Linked DNA regions of Mus musculus: all the other regions are linked to region 1. The links are chromatin contacts, called in public HiChIP or PLAC-seq, Micro-C and promoter capture Hi-C maps. All regions are on one chromosome and are shown on one strand. Each heading gives the region's core, a stretch centred on a gene start, on an enhancer-like site or on the middle of the called end of the contact. The rest is flanking DNA. Distances are from core to core; before and after follow the strand shown. Region 1 holds the start of Fam221a (family with sequence similarity 221, member A). Region 2 overlaps Osbpl3 (oxysterol binding protein-like 3). Region 3 holds the start of Zfp467 (zinc finger protein 467). Region 4 holds the start of Gsdme (gasdermin E). Region 5 holds the start of Lrrc61 (leucine rich repeat containing 61). Region 6 holds the start of Zfp775 (zinc finger protein 775). Region 7 holds the start of Mpp6 (membrane protein, palmitoylated 6 (MAGUK p55 subfamily member 6)).

Evidence for each region. Promoter capture Hi-C pulls out the DNA fragments that hold promoters and counts their contacts. A called contact is a pair of places that touch in the nucleus more often than the background predicts. HiChIP or PLAC-seq counts read pairs in DNA pulled down with a chosen protein or histone mark.
Region 2: a contact with region 1 is called in an H3K27ac HiChIP or PLAC-seq map of embryonic stem cells, with 4 times the contacts expected there. The contact joins the enhancer-like site here to the promoter of Fam221a in region 1. A contact is called at or near these places in 3 of 39 promoter capture datasets (embryonic stem cells, hippocampal neurons and pre-B cells) and 4 of 115 datasets of contacts at active chromatin or transcription factors (astrocytes, embryonic stem cells and large pre-B cells).
Region 3: a contact with region 1 is called in a Micro-C map of embryonic stem cells, with 5 times the contacts expected there. The contact joins the promoter of Zfp467 here to the promoter of Fam221a in region 1. A contact is called at or near these places in 2 of 39 promoter capture datasets (cranial neural crest and pre-B cells), 1 of 484 Hi-C or Micro-C datasets (embryonic stem cells) and 1 of 9 other capture datasets (liver).
Region 4: a contact with region 1 is called in an H3K4me3 HiChIP or PLAC-seq map of bone marrow-derived macrophages, with 3 times the contacts expected there. The contact joins the promoter of Gsdme here to the promoter of Fam221a in region 1. A contact is called at or near these places in 2 of 39 promoter capture datasets (hippocampal neurons and liver) and 1 of 115 datasets of contacts at active chromatin or transcription factors (bone marrow-derived macrophages).
Region 5: a promoter capture Hi-C map of pre-B cells shows a contact between it and region 1, with 3 times the contacts expected there. The contact joins the promoter of Lrrc61 here to the promoter of Fam221a in region 1. A contact is called at or near these places in 3 of 39 promoter capture datasets (hippocampal neurons, liver and pre-B cells).
Region 6: a contact with region 1 is called in a promoter capture Hi-C map of pre-B cells, with 5 times the contacts expected there. The contact joins the promoter of Zfp775 here to the promoter of Fam221a in region 1. A contact is called at or near these places in 2 of 39 promoter capture datasets (hippocampal neurons and pre-B cells) and 1 of 115 datasets of contacts at active chromatin or transcription factors (embryonic forebrain).
Region 7: a contact with region 1 is called in an H3K27ac HiChIP or PLAC-seq map of embryonic stem cells, with 9 times the contacts expected there. The contact joins the promoter of Mpp6 here to the promoter of Fam221a in region 1. A contact is called at or near these places in 2 of 39 promoter capture datasets (embryonic stem cells and pre-B cells), 1 of 484 Hi-C or Micro-C datasets (rod photoreceptor) and 1 of 115 datasets of contacts at active chromatin or transcription factors (embryonic stem cells).

The regions. Positions count from the first base shown.
Region 1 is chr6:49,366,422-49,369,154 of GRCm38.p6, reverse strand. Fam221a (family with sequence similarity 221, member A) reads right to left here and starts at 1,416. Exons shown (of 7, transcript NM_172727.3): 1 at 1,182-1,416. The coding sequence starts at 1,246.
Region 2 is chr6:50,316,925-50,319,657 of GRCm38.p6, reverse strand. All of the region lies in intron 17 of Osbpl3 (oxysterol binding protein-like 3), which reads left to right. Among named protein-coding and RNA genes, the nearest start is that of Gsdme, 57 kb to the right of the region's middle. Within about 2 kb of position 1,402, at least 31 of the 459 cell types and tissues checked have an H3K27ac peak or open chromatin away from gene starts, as enhancers often do. A contact at or near this core is called in embryonic stem cells and hippocampal neurons, where this site is marked.
Region 3 is chr6:48,444,433-48,447,165 of GRCm38.p6, reverse strand. Zfp467 (zinc finger protein 467) reads left to right here and starts at 1,341. Exons shown (of 5, transcript NM_020589.2): 1 at 1,341-1,813. It also overlaps a transcript of Sspo not described here.
Region 4 is chr6:50,260,435-50,263,167 of GRCm38.p6, reverse strand. Gsdme (gasdermin E) reads left to right here and starts at 1,399. Exons shown (of 10, transcript NM_018769.4): 1 at 1,399-1,434.
Region 5 is chr6:48,553,454-48,556,186 of GRCm38.p6, reverse strand. It overlaps Lrrc61 (leucine rich repeat containing 61), which reads right to left and starts at 1,388. Exons shown (of 3, transcript NM_177736.3): 1 at 1,205-1,388.
Region 6 is chr6:48,600,628-48,603,360 of GRCm38.p6, reverse strand. It overlaps Zfp775 (zinc finger protein 775), which reads right to left and starts at 1,354. Exons shown (of 3, transcript NM_173429.3): 1 at 1,241-1,354.
Region 7 is chr6:50,108,843-50,111,575 of GRCm38.p6, reverse strand. Mpp6 (membrane protein, palmitoylated 6 (MAGUK p55 subfamily member 6)) reads right to left here and starts at 1,335. Exons shown (of 13, transcript NM_019939.2): 1 at 1,112-1,335. Gm38805 (a long non-coding RNA gene) reads left to right here and starts at 1,419. Exons shown (of 3, transcript XR_869061.1): 1 at 1,419-1,636; 2 at 2,499-2,570.

The DNA.
Region 1 (2,733 bases), core at 167-2,666:
GAGCACTGACTGGTCTTCTAGAGGTCCTGAGTTCAATTCCCAGCAACCACATGGTGGCTCACAACCATCTGTAATGGGATCTGATGCCCTCTGCTGGTGTGTCTGAAGACAGGTACAGTGTACTCATATACAAAAAATAAATAATTCCTTTTTAAAAAGAATTTTTAAAAAAATAAGAAAATTTCAACTGAGAAAAAATGACACACATACACACTAGACTGGCCTGTGGGCAAGCCTGTGGCAGGACCTCTGATTGATGTAGGAGGGCCCAGCTCACTATTACTATGCTATTAGCAAACAGGCCGAGCAAGCCATGAACAGCAAAGCAATGAGCAGCACCCTCCAGGGGCACTGCATTAGCCCCTGGCCTGGCCTCCCTGGATCATGGCCTACAAGCTATACACTGAAATAAACCCTTTCCTCCTAAGTTGCTTTTGATCAGTGTTTCAATAGAGCAATAGAAACCTAACTAAGACAGACTGATCAAGCTGTTCCATCTCACATTTCCTGTTCAGAATCTTCAGAAAGTTCTAAGCATTACCCAAAACTACACTATTGGGGCAATATGCTGGGAAACCCAACTGCCTGGACACCCCACGAATGACTTGGGGGAAGCTCTATACATCTGGCTTTTCCTTTGTGCACACACATTCTCCAAGTCGTCTGTAACCTCTATTCTCCCAGTTTCCCAGCTGTCAAGAAGAAACCCCTCCTAGGCTATGGGAATTGGGGGCAGATGTGTGTGGAGCCAAAGGAGCAAGCAGCTGTGTTCCCTGCTTCCAGAGAGGAGTCTCGGAAGCTAAGTCCAAAAACCATCTCCCTTGGTTTGGGAGAGCACTGAATTGATGTATAAACTGACATCTACTAACTTTTATAGACCCAATATGTAAATCAATTGTCACTAAGAGAAACAAAAAGGGATCCATTTTAAAAGTAGTTAATCATCCCTTTTGGCAAAGGAGACTCTCAAGTGGTCTCCGAAGAGATTCATTATAGAATAGAATTGTGTGTCTGCAAATTTAATTACAGAGGATGAAATGTGAAATTAATCCAGGCCTCCCGAACAGACTCCCAGAGCGCTAGTACGTTCGTCCGCTGGGTCCGGGTTCGTCCCACCGTGCTCGGACGGACAAGAGTCCGTGAACAGGAGCCCGCCCCGCGGAGCAGAGTTAAGGCCTCACCTCCGGTACTCCAAGTACTCGTCCACTGCCTCCGCACCACCAGGAGGCAACGTCAGCCGCTCCATGGCCGCGGGAAGCGAAAGGAGCCCTTGCCTCGAGCTCTTGAGTCCGCCCTGCAGCTGCCAGGCAGGATCCACCAGACCTGCGCGAGTAACAAACAGCCTTGCCGCCAGAAACTGCCCGGTCCCGCCCCCTTAGCCCCGCCCCGTCCTGGGCCCCGCCCCTCTGTTTCACCCGCTTAGTCCCGCCCTTGTCCCCCTCAGCTCCCGTCCTCTCCCCGCAGCTCCTCCCCAATCAATCTTCCCCCTCCTCTGGGCTCCGCCCCACTTAGCTCCGCCCTCATCCTTACCTCTCCCCAGCTCCCGCTCTACCCTAGCATCCGGCCTGTCCTAGCGCCCCTCTTCTTCCTTGTGCCACGCCCCTTGGCCAAGCCCCGCTTTGCCCCGCCCCTCTTGCTGCTCCAGGCCAAACGTCTCCACCAACCCTCGTGATTGCTTCCGTGGCCCACAGTCTACCTGGCGATCCTCTAAGGGTCCTTGAGCTTAATTTAGCTTGAGCTTCGCCACCCTACCGCTACCTGAGCCCTACAAATTGGCTTCTCCTGCATAGCCCAAGGCTGCAAAACAGATGCTGTTTGCCCACTTCAAACTTCGTGCTCTTCACTGCTTCATTCCCAGAGTCTCCTTAAGAATAAGTGCAGTGCCAGGATACAATGGGTTCTCAAAACAGGGTTTATATACCTCTTCCCATTTAATCAATCTCTCGAAATGTACGTAGTCTTGGAGAATTGGCCACTTGGAGCGGTAGCTAAGAGTGCTTGCTGTGCGATCATAAGTACCAGAGTTCAGATCCCAGCACCCACATAAAGAACCAGGCATCTCAGACTCTTAATACCCCAGTTTCAAGGTAGGTGGAGACAGAAAAATCAATGAGGTTTGCTGGCTTTCAGCCTAGACAAGAAAATCCCAACCCTGGGTTCAGGGAGAGACTACATGAAAGGATTAAATGGAGCATGATAGAGGAAGACACCCAACCCTTTCCTCTTGCCCACTGGCCTCAGAGCTTGTTTACACTGCTGCACGCACCCATTCACAATCACACACTTCGAATCAGTACATCTCTGAAGTGTGGGGGAGGGGTGTCAACGTCCATGTTTTCAGTATTACGGTTGAGGCTGAGAACTGAGCATAGAAGCTTAGTTGGACAGCATGAGTTTAGCATACTGAGACCCTGGGTTCAAGTCTCGATGCCACTGGAAAATAATAAAATATAAAACCAGCAATCCTGAGTACCAGTGCAAGTGACAAGGAAAAAAAAATGTTCTCCAAAGAAAATAACAGGTTAAGGAAGAACAAGCAGAAACAATTCAGCCAAGTTCTTGCCTTCCGGGTAGGAGCACAAAGCCTTTGAGCTGCTAGGTAAGCTCTGTACTGCCAAACTATACACCTGACTCCAAGATAAGTCTGTTTCAACATTTAAAAAGAATCTCCACGCATTTTATATAAAAATGGAATTATCATCCGTTAGTAATTTAGCTATAAGTTGTTCTGGC
Region 2 (2,733 bases), core at 153-2,652, 950 kb before region 1:
CTCTCAGAGTAGACGTGGTCACATCAGTGCAATGGTCTAGAGTTTTACTCAAGAGGGATCACTCATGTGTGTATTTATTATTTAGAGCAATAAGCAGTGTCCTTTTTTTTTTTTAATGTTTCCTGTGTGCCTAGTACTATTGCAGATGCCCAGACCCCACAGTGGAATGGGAGGCTGTAGAGACAGACAAAGAGTCCCTGTCCTCATCTAGTGGATAGCCATGTTGTCCTTCTGTGGCCTGGGGTCCGTGAGATCCTTCCACGAAAGTTAGCATGGAAGGTTCGGGAACCTCGCAGCTCACATTAGAAGTGCAGTTCTGTTTCAACAGACTGTAGAACTCTGGGCAACTTAACTTAGCCTCTTTGTGTGTCAGTTTCCTCTTTAAAGTGGGGGTGACAGCCACCACCAGTGATCTGTGGGGACAGAGAAGGGTCTGGTCTATGAAGTTTGGCTGCTCTGTGAGATTCCTGTCCTTATTGCTGTGTGAGGGCTCGAGTGTACCGGGGAATGAATACCCCCATGTGTTTGCCCATGTGGAACACTCCTTCAGCTAAAATAGAAATCGCACCTTTAGAAAGATGAAAAGCACCTTCCTCCCCTTTCAGGAGACTACGTCGTCCTTACTTTGATATATTTCTCTCTCAACTCCTAGAAAACTGAGGATAAAGAGGGAGTGGGGGAGGGGGTGCTGAAACATTCTCTGCCTTCTGGTTATTTTTGTCAATGGATTTGCATTATAGGACTGGGAGAGACAGAGTGGTGAGCTTGGCTTTTCTTTTCTGCCGCCCACCCTTTGTCTCTCTTTTTCTTTGAGATGATCTCACTGCAGATGCAGTCTGGCCTCAAACACACTCTCTTCTGGCCTCAGGCACTTGAGTAAAGGGATTACAGGTTCAAACTTCCACACCCAACCTCCCAGAAACTAAAGAAACTGCTTGTCCTAATGTAGTATAGGCTGGGAGTGGTCATGCCTCAGGTAGGAGGGCTGAGAGTTCAAGGTCAGCCTTGGCTCCATAGAGAGGTCTGGAGCAGCTTAGGCTGCCTGTGAGACCCTACCGCAAAGAAGACAAATGCAGAAACCTAAACCCAGAACAAGTGTGTTCCCTGGAACTCAGGAAAACGAATATACAGACACCCCAAATGTATTGCCAGTGGCTTCCCAGGTGAAAAATCAGATAAATGTTGCTTAATATGGGCAGAGGGGGAGGCTAAATCGGTAGTTAAGGGATCCAGTAATCTGTCTGATTCAAATTCAGCTGGGTTATTTAAATACTGAACTCAAAATGGAATGAGGATAAATGAAAACATGATTTGGTTACCATGGTGTTATATGCACTCTTGTAAAAAGAAAAAAAAAATGAAGGCCCAAAATAGCCCCAAACTACAGCTGACAATCAGGGCAGGAGGAAGAGCTGTGAGGGGAGAGGGGCATGTGAGGTGGGAAGGTGAGGGGCAGCCATGGAGCCCTGGAGGGGTGGCACCAGTCATGGGGTCTGCCAGCACATCTGCTGTGGCACTTGGAGAGGAGGACCAGAGTCCAAGGGCAGGTACCCCTGTGCCCAGAGACATCACCAGAGAGGACCAGATACCTTAGTCTGTATGAACTGGATCCCAAGGCAAAAGCAAACACACAAAAACCATCTGGCCGTTGTCTGCAGCAGAGGCTGTGCCCCTGTTTGCTTGGTGTGCAGCCTTTCGTATGGAGCCTCAGCCCATGGAGCCTCAGCTGTGTCCTCTTCCAATGGGAGTGACAGTGCATGGCCTGTGGAAGGATGCTGGCACAGTAATACGCTCACCTGAGAGAATGCCTGGTTATTGTTCTCATGTTTAGAGAGAACTTTTAAGCATCCTTAAATATAGAGTGTTAAGAGGAGTGACAGAGGCCCAGGAGGGAGGATAAGATCTGCTGTATCCCCCTGCTAGCACTGGAGGCTGAACACTGCTGTGAGACAGAAAACAAGCCCTCAGGCAGCCTTATGCTGGCTTTGCTGTCCTAATGACCACTGGTCCTGATAGAGGCGGAGCCACATCCTCCATTTGGATTTTAGCCTTGTGACTTAAGTGGCTGCTGCATTTAGTGTGCCCAAGAAAAGCGAGCCTCTTGGGACTGGGATGCTACCACTGTCTGTATTTGCTATGTATTTGCTGGGACAGGTGGATTTCCCCATTAGCAGATTATGTGAGAAGCAGGATTATTATCACAGGAGAGTATTCAATGTGAAGATGTGCCTTCCTTCTGCCATAGAAGTAGATCAGAGTTCAGGTCAGAGTCTCCTTTTTATGGGGTGCTGGGTATATCTCAGCTCAGCTCTGCACACACACACACACACACACACACCTTCCTCCTGTTCTTATGCAAGTCCTCACTAGATGACTCACTGTTATATGAAGCCCTCTAGCGTAGCATATCTAAGACACAGCAACATCCTTGTCATTTTATGTCTGTACCTGCTTGTGTGGCTTTTCGGCTTCTGACCCAGGAGACCGTCTGCCCCATGGAGGCAGCATGAGGCTATACTTATCCAGTATGTGCAGGTGACAAGCTTTTAAAATTTGGGAGGATTCTGTGGTTTCCTGTGACCTCTAGCAGTACAGATGTCCAAAGAAACATAGTAATGATTTGAGTAGGGGCCCCAGTTTAAGATTGCGTGTGTGCACGTGCATGAGCTCATGTGCATGTGTGTGCACACACTTGTGTGCTCAGGTGCTCTTGGAGGCCACAGGGACCACTGG
Region 3 (2,733 bases), core at 92-2,591, 920 kb after region 1:
TGAATCCTTCTATTTCATAATGAAATGAGGTCCCACTGGGCATCCTGCATGGTCACCCCACCTGGTGCACCCCACCTGGCCTGGGGGTTCCTTCCTCTGGGCCTACTATTGGGCCTGGGACCAAAATAGGGCCAGTATGAGTTTCCCCAGTTGCTTCCAGATATCTAGGGTTGGTGCCTGGGAGTTGAGCAGTCCTGGGGAAGGGTCAGCATCTATTCTGGGCACAGTGTCCTTCTAACTTCTCTAACATTCTCACCTGGCCACTGTTCCTGCATATCCTACATACGTGGACTGCAGTTCTCAAAGCCCATTCTTGCACACAGAGAGGGACACAAACTCTGCTCCTAGCCATCTTTACTCAGTGAAGCAGCCAGTTATTAAAAGAGCCTTTTGCATCTTGAGTCACAGGACCTCCTGATCCTTCAGGTCGGTCTCCATTGCTCCAGATTTCACTCTAACTATCTGTAAATGTTGAGGACATCCCTGCTCCATCTTATAAGGCTAGCCTTGGGTCACTGCCCTGATTCCACAGGTGTCACTATCCTTGTGTCAGGGTGCCATTGTCAGGGACCGTGTCCTATCCAAGAGGGCCATTTAATGGCCTCCTCTTCCCAGACTCTCTCCCAGCAGCTCTGTTCTGCAACTTGGCTGACAAGGGAAGCTTGGACTGGGGAGAAATGTAACTTGGATCTGCCCTTTTCCCTACAGGGGCAGGCAGGCGGAAATGGGAGCCCATGGGAGTTTGAAGAAAAATCACAGGGCATGGAATATCCAGCCTAGATTTTAATTCCAGGGCTGGGTGAGGGTGTCTGAAGAGCAGAGGGGGATGGCTTAGGAGTACCTGCACCCATGAGCAGAAATGGTGGAAGTCTGGGGAGAGATCCACACCTAACGCCAGGAGGTTTTCTTACCCACGGACAACACTCCCCCGCCCCCGCCCAGCCCCGCCCCACCTCACCCCCTGCAGTTTCCATGCCTGTCCAGCGGTCTCAGTCGGGGACTTGGTTCCTTTTTCCCCATTTTCTACTTTGAGAGCCCTCTCTCTGCCCTCTTAGATTGGTTCTTAATCCTCAGTCTCCGCGGTGAGACTTGGATCGCGTCCTCCGGTCTGGGTGGATCCTGGTGGAGAGTTTTTTGACCGATTCTCCCAATCTCTGCTGGCCAGACAGTCTCCCGCGGGACCGCGGCGCTACCACTTACTCGGCTGCCACTGGCGATTTTAAAGACAGCCATACACACATTGCTCTCCTCCCCAAACACGCCCCCTCCTCTCCCTACTCCCCCCAACTCTTCACTACTACCACCACCACCCCGTTCCGCGCTCCACCTTTCTCCAGCTCCTCCCTCCTAGGCTGTGAGCACCCTCCCTTCTAGCCCGAGTGCCCTTCCTTCTAGCCTCTTCTTCTCCTTCCTCTCCCCTCTGCCCTTCCTCGGTCCTAAGCTCCCACTTTCCATCTCCACACTCCGGGCATCTTGCCCTCAGACCGTCACCTGCACCCAAGCCCATTAGTGCACCCTCCCGCGGCAGGTCTCTCGAAGACCCTCCGCTTTAGCCTGTGCCCCGGAGCAGTGTTCCCGCTTCCCGGGTTCCTCCCCCCGATCACCCGCAACGCTGCCCCACACCCTCTCCCTCCGCGTCTTTCCTTCCCCTCCCCGCGAAGTTTCAGGGCTGTCAGTCCCGGAGTCTTTCGGGCAGCCCGCACCCAAGCTGCAGGCAGCCGGCGCCATTGTGCAAACGGCCGCCCGGGACCGGAGGCCCGAGCGCCTGGGTCCCCGAAGCGGGCCGCGGCACGTAGCCGCAGGAGCCCGCCAGGTAAGGACACCCGAGACTCCCGGGCAGGCGTCTCCCCCGCCACCCAAACGGAGCTTTACAAGCCCTGCCGACCCACGGCAGGTGACAACCCCGAGGGAAGGGGCGCGCAGACGCGAGTGTGGGGGAGGGGGGGGGTCAGACCAGGAGGGAAGGGAGTCAGGAGGGAGGGTCCTGGCGCAGATGGGGAGACTAGGAAACTGGAGGGGAGGGCAAGGACTCGGGGAGGCCCGGTGGGAGCAGGTGGGAAGAGGGCGGGAGGGGCCTGCGGGGAGGATCCCCAGGAGCGGGAGTAGGGTTCCTCGGGATAGAGGAAGGGTCCAGTGCGAAAGGGCAGGAAACGGGCTCAGGGATGGGGCTGGTCGGGAGCGAAGGACGCTGACAGGTGAGCCTAGAGCAGGGCAGGGGGCCGGGACCCGGAGTGACTCCGGAGCTCTAACAGGGGCGGGGATTGGGGGGAGTCTAGTCAGAAGGAAAACTCCGGAGAGGGCGTGAAGTCAGTGGGGAGCAGAAATGGGCAAGGGGGCTGCTGAGAGGGAGGTGTGTTGGGAAGAAAGGGGTATGGGGAGGGGCAGAACGAGGGAGTAGGTCCAGAGAATGTGGGGTTAGCTTGGATTCCCCCCCCCAAGATGGGGGGCGTGAGACCTGGAAGCTAGGGAGCGGACTAGGAGGGGGAGGGGAAGAACAAGGCTGGGGACCGGGAGGGGAGAGAAGCGGAGCCGGAGCTTGCAGGGTAGGCAGAGGGGGAAGGGAGGCGGGGGCCGCTGAGGGGGGAAGGAGAGCAGCGGGAGGGAGGGAAGCAGAGGGGAGGCTGGTGTGGGGGAGGGGGAGGGAACTGAGGAGAGGAAAGAAGGAAAAGAAACCCGAGTGGGGGAGGAGAGGGGAGGGGCAAGCGGATGGGGGAGAGCAGCTGAGAAGGGGAG
Region 4 (2,733 bases), core at 150-2,649, 890 kb before region 1:
AAGTGAGGAGCTAGCTGAACAGAACTGGGGCCTTCAGTATAAGCATTGCCTGGACCAGCTTTGAGGATGACCTTAAGCTAACCGGCCAGGTCAAAAGGCGATGGACACCAAAAATCTTCATCCCCTTACATGGCTTAAGTTGCTAGAAAAGAAAGCTTGAACCGGGATAACTTATGAAGTCCACCCCACAATCTCCATCTGCCCCGTCTGAGGAACAAACGCGACAGTTCATTTCTCTAAAAGATTTTTTTTTTATTATATACATGTGTGTGTCAGGGGATAACTGAAGGGTACCCTGTATGAATCAGTTCTTCCACTGTGTGGGCTCTGGGACCCAATCAGATGGTCAGACTTGGCGCCAGGCACCTTTGCATGCTATGCTGGCCATCTCATTTAATCCAAGCATAATTTACTGAGTATCTACTATGCAGTAAGTTTCAAGTTTGGAGCCGGACACTGTCAATAAAGCAGACAAAAGTTACTGTCCTCTGAGACATGAAGATTTAGGGAAGACGTTTGTATTCTACATATAGTAGAGTGGTGGCTGTTGGAGCACAGGAGAATCATAGAGTATGGAAGGAGCTACAGAGGGTAGTAGTGTGGATAGTTAGGAGAGGTTTGACGTGAGGGGACCAAAAGAGACTCCACCCTTTTAGCAGCCTCCCAGGCTCCTCCCCACTGGGGCAGCCACAAAGTGCGGCTACTCTCTGAGTGTGTAAATCCGGGGCTTGGAGGTGGGGGTGCAGAAGGAGAATTCTCTTTTTCTATTTATTGCACGGGAAAGAACATCCTATAAAAATTGACTCAGAGGGTGCAACGTTCTGCTTCAATCCTCTCCCTCAGTTTACCAAGCGCCTGTAGGCTTGATTCTGCCTTCAGAGAGCTTACCTCTCTGATTAAGCTACTCAACACCAAGCTCCAAGCCCCAAACAAGTGCAAGGGTTGCCAAGGCCAAGGTGGGAGTTTCCTGGACACTGCAAAGCCACGCTGACAGCTCACACCCTCTTAGTGCCTGGACAGGCTCTGGAGAACCAGGGGCATAGAGAAGGGGAGGTGGGTGGGATGAGGGAACTGTAGCCAGTAGGCCACAGTCTCGTCCCCATCTTCCTCCTGTGGAGCAGATGGAGAGCCAGAGACTGACCCGGACGGTTGGCAGTTCCGGAAGGAAGACAGGCAGTGTCTGGTTAGAAGTAGTCTCTGGTGCTGCCTGGATCTCCTAGACCAGCTAGCGCCTTTAACTCTGCTGCCAGGTCCCCCAGCTCCCGGGTTCAGCCCCGCCCCCGGCGCCATCCCTTAGCTTGTGGACCGGCTGAGGCATCCAGGGGCAGGACGGAGCAAAGGTCCAGGCCCTCCCTCCTCTTCTCTGTGGGTGTCCGGGAACGCGCGCGTGCGCGTGAAAGAACGGAGCGTGCAGGACGGAGAGGCGGCGCGCGGGTAAGTGGCGGCGGGCGCGAGCTGCGGGTTCCGCTTGGGCTCCTCTTCCCTCCGCCCGCATTGTGTCCTGGCCTGGGGCAAATTGTCGGCTCCCCTTTGCCCCGGAAGATCCCCTTACATCTCCCAGAGGCGGGCGATTGGGGTAGTGATCTCCTTTTTTCTCCCCACCTTCCAGTAGGAGCAGCTGCTCCTTCTTACCCATAGTCTCATTCTCGCCCTGTCTCCATTCCATCCTTGCCCCTTCCACCATGATCACCACCACTCCTGTGGTCCTGGGATGTGGCAAGTGCAGCTGGTGTTCTCTGGCACCCCATCTCACCATGCCTTCACCATATCCCATGCATCCATCCTTTGTCTTCTAATCTCTCTCCTGTGTCGGTGTCAGAAGGATCCAGTGTGTGCATGAGTGCATGTGCAGGAAGATCACAGGCTGGCATGGGTCCTGCCTGACCTGGGGTAACTGACTGAACCTCTTCACTGTGAGGCCTTTTGCCTGGAGTGGCCGTTTGGGGAGGGGTTCTTCCCACTTGCACCCCTCAGGGAAAGACACCAGGCAGCTTCCAGGCTTTGCTGAAGCCTGAACAAAACAGCCAGCCACTCACTGGGAGTCTGAATGGGACTTGGAGAGAGGAGTCAGGGAGGATGCTCCAGGACAGCTGGGCCCAGGTGACAGTCAACCCGTAGGCAGAGTTGGGAGTGGAAGGAAAAGATCTGAGCTGTTGGAGGAACAGAATCTAGATATGCAATAACAATGAATTCTCTTCAACATGCATCACCTAGGAGTGCTTCTTGTAAGAAAGGCTGGACCCCTGATCAGAGAGAGCAGCAACCTAGACTGCCTGCCCACATCCCTGGACTCCAGGATGGCCTGCCTCCTGAGGAAGCTGTATATTGGCCACAGGGTGTTCTTGTTCTTTTTGAACTCTGGAGTCCTTGGAGAGGTCTCCTCTTTATACATAGGAATCTTCTCGTTTCTTTTTGAGATCCAGTCCTGGGAGCCTGGTCTGCCCTTGAACACTCTGATCCTGGGGCTTCTCCCATGGCCAAGTGGTAGGATTACAGGAAAGCTCTGCCAATCCCCATAACTGTGTTTACCTTTGAAAATTAATTAAAACATTTTTTTAAAGATATTATCTGTCTGTGAGGGCCAGCCTGGTCTTGGATTTGTAATTCTCCTGCCTCAACCTCTCTAGCCCTGAGTACCCAGATTACAAGCTGTGCCACCATATCTGTCTCCCTCTGATCGTAACCTCTGTCCCACTCTCCTCTGCTCCTCCTCAAAGCCTTGGCTGCCTGCTT
Region 5 (2,733 bases), core at 139-2,638, 810 kb after region 1:
TAGAACTTTCTCTTGACTATTTTGTCAGTCCTTTTCAGGAGCATGCCCAGATGGGACCTGGCTCCCTAATTCTACCCTGTTACACCGCACAAACATACATCCAGGGGCATTCCACAGTCCCACTCTGTGCAAGCTTGCCAGCCTCCTCTCCTCTCACATTCCTACACCTGGGGAAGAAGGAGCTCTAGTCTCCCACACAACCAGAGAATTTAAGCCAGTCAGTGTGAGATGCCAAAGCTTTTAAATTCAGACTCCATTTTAGAGAATCTGACCTAAGCTTGAACTCAGGTAGACTACAGGCCGGTATCTAGCATTAGTATCCAAGTTGTCCCCACAACAAAACCTGAGCCTAGCTCGTCTCTAGGCTAATCCCCAACAAGAGCAGAGTTTCCAAGTTACACCCCTAACAAGACCAGTATCTCCTGGTTATTCCCCCAACAAACCTGCACCCCAGGTTGCAAGCCCAACCCTTGCCTAATGACCACCCATGCAGAGGGGAGCAGAAGTTAAGTTTATGATGTGACTCCCAGCACCAGCCAGTTATATTAAAGGCCAAAGTAGCTTTCCATTTAGATGCTCGCATTCGTATTCCATGTTTGGTGCTTACTATAAAGCCTTGCCACATAGACATTCGGGGCTCCTCCCCCACCAAAACCGTCCTGTGTGAGGGTGGTGCATTGGGGGGGCTTGAGCTAGCTCGAATAGAATAAAGACCCTGCTGTGAGTTGCATCAGATCAGCTCCTGTGTGTGTGTGTGTGTGTGTGTGTGTTTGGCGGGGGGGGGGGGGGGGTCACTAACTTTTCCCTGGCACAACAGTGGAGGATGTTTTAAACAACACTCCGCCATCTTCTGAGCTCACATAGCCAAAGTGACAAAAGCCACGGATAAGTTCCTGCTGGGAGACTACACTTCCCAGCTTCCTTTGGGGACTACTGAAGTCATTTCCACCCATTTCTGACCCCAATAAGGGGCCGCATCCTTCTTCCTTTGTAGGCATTTTTGCCATTTGCATATCTTGTGACAAATGCTCCCTCACCGAGAATAAACAAGACCAAAACTTTTTCCGCCTTTTTCTCTACGGCTGCTCTTTTAAAATAATCTATCACACTAGCGGAACCCTTGTTGTTATGTATACCAAGAGGCTGTGATTGTGGGATAGGAAATCCAATCCTAATGTCTCCTGGCCACCAAGGCAGCACCCACCTCACCGGCCGCGATTGTTACCGGTTAAAGCGTTCTGTCTGTTAACTGCACTCAGAGCAGTGCCTGGGGCTGAGGGCGTGGCCACTAACCGCGGGCGGTTCCAGAAGAATCCAGCATCCCCCAAACAAACAGAACACGCAACTCGGTTTCTGGCGCAGGCCCAGCCGACCCGGAACCTGCGAAAGGCCGGAAGGGGCGGGGAGTGGTGCGACGCAGAAAAAGTTGTTTTTAAGGGACGCGCTGCGGCTGGCAGGGTACGCAAGTGACGCAGATTACACAACCAGAGGAGCTTCTAGCTCTTTGTGCTGGAACCCGCGGCCAGTGCTGCTGGAGGATTTTGTTCCTGTTAGTTTGGTCATTAGCACATTTGACAGAGCGACGTTGGGAAAGGCATTTATGGTTCCTTAACGAATGTGTTCTGTGACATTCAGTATGCTAGGCTGCAGGCCAGTGGTGACCTAGATTTTCTAACCCGATAAACGGTGCCTGGTACGTGCTCGCCCACCCCTCTCCGAACCCTGCCCCTCACAGCGGTGCAGTCATGCTCACCGCCTAGGACTGCAGACAAAAGGTGCCACAATAACGATAAGAAGGACCCCTTGTGGGAACCTTACCCGTATTTTTAGAAAACTACATCAGAATGTTTCCTGAGATAAATGTGCACTGCCTAGTGATATTCCCAAAGGCCTTGCCCCCAGAGATGTCACCAACGCAAACTGCCACCTTTGTAAATGACATTGTCCAACGGATAAAGAGGTCACCTTAACTAGGCACAGGGGAGAATGCCTCTCACTTTCTTTCACAGGCCACTTGGAAATGTCTACATTGGGAGGGTTTTCCATCTCCTGATGCTTTCTGTGCACTCAGACAAAGCAATCCCAGTTCAGTCCACACCCTTCCAGCCTGGGCTGGCTAAGTATAGGCACAGTTTTGTTGTTGTTCACATCTTTGCACTGTATCACAGTGCAAAGTCCTTAATGAATACGTGTTTGATGACGTTCAGTGTGCTAGGCTGCAGGCCAGTGGTGACCTAGCTTTTCTAATCCGTCAAATGGTGCCCGGTATCCATTTGATCTCCCTTGAACTTCTCCATGTGATGGACCAGCCTGAGTCTATTTTAAGATTAGAAGCTATAAATGTTCCTTCTAGGAAGGTGTGGAACCCCAAGAACCGCACAACTCTTAGCAGAGAGAGTGTCCCAATGGTAGACATGGTAGCCTAGGAACCACACAGCTCAGAGGTAGGACAGTGTCCCAATAGAAGAGCGTCCTGAGACACAGGAGCCCAGGAACCACATAGCTCTGAGAGGAAGCCTCCTCAGCAAGAGGCACTGCAGCTCCCAGGGAAGGGTATACCCAGCTGAGCTCTGGAGCCTCAGCCCCGCTCCACTTCTCTTCATTGCTTCTTTGCTTCTTCTGATGCTAAAAAACAAAAACAAAAACAAAAACATCACATCAGGAATCAAATCTCATTTAAAAAAAAACAAAAACAAAAAAAAAAACAAAATAGGGAGGGTCCAGGGAGAGAGG
Region 6 (2,733 bases), core at 105-2,604, 770 kb after region 1:
CACCCAGATCCAAACTGATTTTTCTAAAACTGAAATTTTGACATTTTACCCCCTTGACATACTTCAAGAGCTCTCCAACACTTGGAAATTTAGACAAAAATGTCTTGGCAAGGCCATTCAAAACATAGTCTTTGGTTAGCTTTCCCCATTGTCCCCAATATCTAGATTTGTTATGTCCTCACACACCTGCATACCTATAACTTGTCTGTCTTGCAGTGACCTTGCCCATACACCCCCTCCCTGGTCCAAATCAGGGGTCACTTTGCCAGAGACAGACATCTTTGGGAAACTCAAAACTACTGTTTAGCTATGTGTCATCCAAACAAGTACCTGTGGGGTAACTGTCATCATCCATGCTTTCTGTTACCACCAGAAGACCAAACGCATCCTAATACAGGATGCCTCTATCCCTAGCACACAGTCCAGACCCCAGCCTTGTAAACCATTACAAAACACGGTTATGAGGGCTCATTTACATAAACGTCAGCCACAACTGAGTGGTAGAAGCACAGAATCATGGAGCTTCGGAACTGACAGGACACAAATGCTATGGGATGTTTTCATGTTATTAACACAACTAAAAACCAAAAACAAACAAATAAAAATGCAGAGCCTGTCACTTGTCTCCAACCTCAGGTGACCACACCCAACTTGCCACTGCTGCTAGAGACCATTCGGACTCTGTGTCGCCAGACACCACACCCACTGAGACTGCTGCGGTCATTTTACTTGAAAGAAGTCTCAGTAACCACCCCCGAAGACGCGCACACAGTTGTAACTTCTGCGTGCTTTCCTTTTGCTTGTTCTCCGTCTCCACCCTCATCCCGCCTCGCAGAATCGCTTGTAGCCAACACTGGGATTGCTGCCCCCAGAAGCTCTTCTACACGGAAGCAGACACAGACAGGGAGCTCAGAACAACCAGATGGCTCAGTAGGTCCTCTTGGCTCTTCAACAGTCCTACCCTCCTGACCTTACTGCCCTGGCCTGTTGACCTCCCAGCCAACCTCAGGTCCCTCCCAACTGAGCTAGGAAGGGTGCTGGTGGTACAGAAAATTGGGACCCAGAGCTGAGGTGCACGCGGGACTCAGGGCGCCTCAAGGCCCGGGACCCATCCTTCCTCTACAGCCCGGTACACCGGAGCAGCACGGGAACAGCGACCCGGCGCTGGTCCGTCCCTGCACCGCCCCTCCCCGCCAGAATTGCACAGGACTCGGAGGGAGGGGGCCTGAGAAATAAATACCTTTGACTTTGTGGCTAAGGTTAACGGGAACGGCTACCCAAGGGGCGACTTGGGTACCGGGCTCCGGGCCATGGCCAGTCCCGGGGCAGGCGGGGCAGGCGGACGCGTGTGATTGGCTGGTCGCCCTGCACCGCCCCGCTGCGGATTGGCTGAACGGCTCAGATGACACTCCCGGCCCTATTGGTGCAGCCCGCGGGGCGGCCCCTTTGTTCTCCGGAGCCAATAGCCAGGGTCTGACCTCGCCTGCGGCCGCGCGGCCCTAAGCAAAAAATCAGTGAGCTGAACACTGCTGGGGTGGAAGAGGTGGCCCCCTAATGCTCTGTGCCCCGCGGAGCATAGTTGCTGTGCCCGTCCACCAGGTGCCTCGGATCTGCCCACCTTTGAGCGCTCTGCCTCCCGCACAAGCGCGTATTGATATCTGAACTCGCGGCGTAGGTGCGGGGTACCACGGTAGTGAGGTGCCATTAGGTTTCCTTGCTTGGAAGCCATCGCGGGCCAAATAGAACACAGCACTTTTAGGACCCCTCTGGAGAGTATATCTACTTTATTGTGGCTCTTTTTCTTTACTCCCTGAAAGCTATGTTTAGGCGGCATTGCTCACACTTGCCTATTGCACATTGCAGGGCTCTTTTGCCTCGTGAGGGTACAGTGAGCCATCATCAGCCAGCATATCATCAGACCACACTGAGTCATGATAAATTATGTTTGGAGCTGTTTGCAAGTGGCTTTGGAAATCATTGCATTCGGGGAGCTTTTTCTAGCTGAGAAAACAGGTCTGAAGAGGTTACCTAACCGCATCTAATTTCACTATGCACTAAGGTTCTGTTGAGTGAAATATCTTCTAGCTGCTAACCAGGTCCAGACTGCCAAGAAGGGTGATTGGTTCCCAAACACCTCCAGGAAAGTGTTTTCATTCCCACCCTTTCCTATACATCTGATAGAATTCCTCCCACCTCTGCCTTGAGTTTGGTCGCAGCTGGGTAATCACAGTGGGGTCAACTGGAAAGATACTGCATTTTCTCTCCAGAGCTACTTTGGAGGTGCATTTGGGACCAGGATGGATGTCCTGTAACCCCTACCATGGCACCAATCTGTAACTGTTCAAGCCTCTAGGCCCCCAGCTGCTGTTCAGCTGTCAAGCATTGTGGAAACTGGGGCCAAGTTTCTAGCCATTTTCCACTAAATTCATGTGCAGTCATCACAAGAGAGAGTTTTCTGTTTCTGGACTTTGATGTGTTTGCCTGTGAAATAGATGAGTGAGTTTTCCCACCTGCTTATGTGCCTTTCTGGATTTTCATTCCTACCTCTCAGAGCAGCATTCTAGTTTCAGATCCTCCACCAGCTAGTGTGGCCCAGGAACAACACTTCCTATCCAGAGTGACAGACTCTCCAGACTGACACTCAGGACCAAGGCTGTTCCAGAAGTGGAAGAATGAAGCACAGTAAGTGAAGGCTAGCCTATCTTACACACTGAGATAGTTCGTTCAAGGCCA
Region 7 (2,733 bases), core at 86-2,585, 740 kb before region 1:
CAATAAGGCCTCTAACCACAAAACTACAATCAGGCCTAGTAGTTTATCATAACTACACAGCCAAAGGCTGGTGCATTGTTTGACCAGTGTACCAAAATTTACCCTTAACCAAGGCTGAGATAGTTTTAGTACACATGAGACGTATGTAAGTTTCCAAAAAAGAAATAATGACCTGAAACACCACATGGGAAGAAATGGCTGCTAACTCATATTCCAAGTGAAGACCAATTTAACGCACCCCGAATGCTGTCAGCTATATGACAAGGAACCCCATTCAGGAGGGCTAAAGTAAAATTCCAAGAATTCCCAGAGGCGTAGGAAAAGAGTAAAAGCATGGCTAGCCTGACCTTAACCGGCTGCTTTTTGAGTAATGCGGAGAATTTTCTGAGCCTTGCCTACAGCCTTGAGTCTCTTCCTCACCCTTCTCCCCACCTACACAAATACTCACCCCAGAAAAGGGGAGCTTAATGAATGTTTTCTCGAGCTGCGATCCCAGGAACTGGTACCTTGAGAATAAACTCCCAATAAAGTGTTAAAAAAAAAAAAAAAGAGTCCCCCCAGCAAGAAAAATAACCAAAGACACCCCAACCAATCCACAAGCTGTCACCGCGCTGTCCGATCTTGCATCTACTCCCCTCCGGCCTGCCGTCCGGCCAAAATAGAAGTGGGGGAAGAGAAGGCAGGCACCTTTCTGCTTTCAGGCAAATGTGTCCAGCTCGGAGAGCACGCGCTGAGCGGCGACCGCCCCCGCAGAGGCGTGTGCTCGCCCACCGCCACTTTAGCCAAACAACTGGAACCTCGTGGCTCGGAAGTGGCAGCAGGAGTTGCAGCAAGCCTCCTCCCCGGGATCTCTGAGCCCCCAAAGGTGTCAGTCCCAGCGCCAGCCCGCTCGCTCGCCCGCCCGGGTCCACGCCGAGGCGCCCGCGCCGCAGAGGGAGGCGGCCGGCCCCGCCCGGAAGGGGCGGCCCGCGGGGGACGCGTGGGGCGAGGGGCGCGCGAGGGACACGCCACGGCTCCCGCGCCCAGGTGGCAGGGGCGGGGCCCGCGTGGCGCCGCCGGGCTTGGGGCTCCGGGGCCGGCCGTTACCGCACCGCGTGGGGCCGCCACTCACCGGCTCGCACCTCGGCCGCCTCCGCGCCGCCGCTCCACTCATCAGTCGCGGGCGCCGCGCAGCCCCATCTACCGACTCAGGGGCTCGCGGTCGGGCGGGCGACTTCCGCCGTCCCCGCCGGCCTCGCCCTTCGCCCGGCTCCGGGCGCTGCCGCTGCCCGCCGGCCCGCGCGGCCAGCCTCTCTCAGCCGCTCCGCTCCCGCCGTCGCCGCCGGGGCGCGCTCCTCCCGGCCTCGCGCGTGCGCCGGACGCGGCGAGCGCGCGGACTCGTGCGCGCGGAGATTCCCCCCCTCCCCCGCCAACCCCCGCCCAGCCCGGCCCCGCCCCTCGGTTGTGGCCTGGCCGCCAGGTGCTACCACCAGAGGGCCCTGCGGGCGGGTCCCTTAGGGTCGCCCTGGCCCAGCGCGCGTCCTCCACGTTCTGTGGGAGAGGAGCGGGAACCGGCCGAGAGCGGCTTATAGCACAAAGGAGACGCGAGAGTCCTGGAGCCCGCGCCCGCCACTCTTCTTACAGCCCTGACTCGGAGGTGGACTTGAAGGGGGACTGAATTTTCTCCCAAAGGCCCAACCCGAGGCTATGGTTCACACCCGACAAATGAAAGGACACTAGCTTCTTTCATAGTGCCAGGGCTCGGGCGGGATCGTGGAGCGGGCTTAGCCAGACCCTCCCAAACATCTGGCTTTCCCAGACCTGGGAGGAGGAGGACGGAGTACCGTGCCTCCAGCCGCGACCCTGCGCGGAGTGGGATGATTGCTGATGGGTGCCCTCTCAGAAAGTGTCCTTTTGACAGGCGTGTAGCTTTAATTTTTTTTTTTTTTTTAAGCTAAAAGGAATTGAGCATTGCAATGTAGCAAACGCTTCTGGCTAGAACTACAGTAGCAGTGCGAGAGCTTCCAGTCCTTTCTGAGATCTCTCTGCAAGCCCTCAGACCTGTGCTGTGGGCTCTCGCAGATGCTGTCATAGTCTCCCTAAAATTGAAGCAAGTAGTGTTCTTTCAGTGGAGCAACACGTCTCCTCAGTAGCTGTAGAAAGTGCAAGTGGAACTTCTCCTGTGACCATCTATCTGGTGGCTTCCACTGCGTAGCCTCTCCTAGCTTCTGAGCACCTTGCACAGCCCCTGCACAGACTGACGACAAGATTCAGAGATGGGCTTCTGAGATGTAATGCACTGCCTACTTTGTGGATGTAGCTGGCACGGAAGGGAAAAGGGGCGGGGGTGGGGGACGACTCTGATTCTGTGTCTTAAGAGGGCCCCAGTGAGTTTTGTCTTTAGCGTCAACCAAGCATCAAAGATTAATTTGCTCTGCCATGAGGATCATTAATTTTGCAAACCAACATGTAGGGGGACTTTGTAGAGCGTTAATTTAGAACCCTTTTTCCTGGAACAGCAAACCTGAGAAAAGGAAATTGGAAGCAATTAAGAAAAGTGGAATGTGCCGAGGAGCACGGAGTAACTTTGGGTAGGTATTGTGGTCCCCTATAGCCAAGTTCACCTTGTGAAATGAGACCGAGTGGGCTCGGTGCCCAAAGGTGAGAAGTAAGACATAGGCAGAGAGTATCATGGTTTGACCTCTCACGGTGGTGTGGACTCTTCGGGGTTTTCTTACTTTTCTGGATACTCAG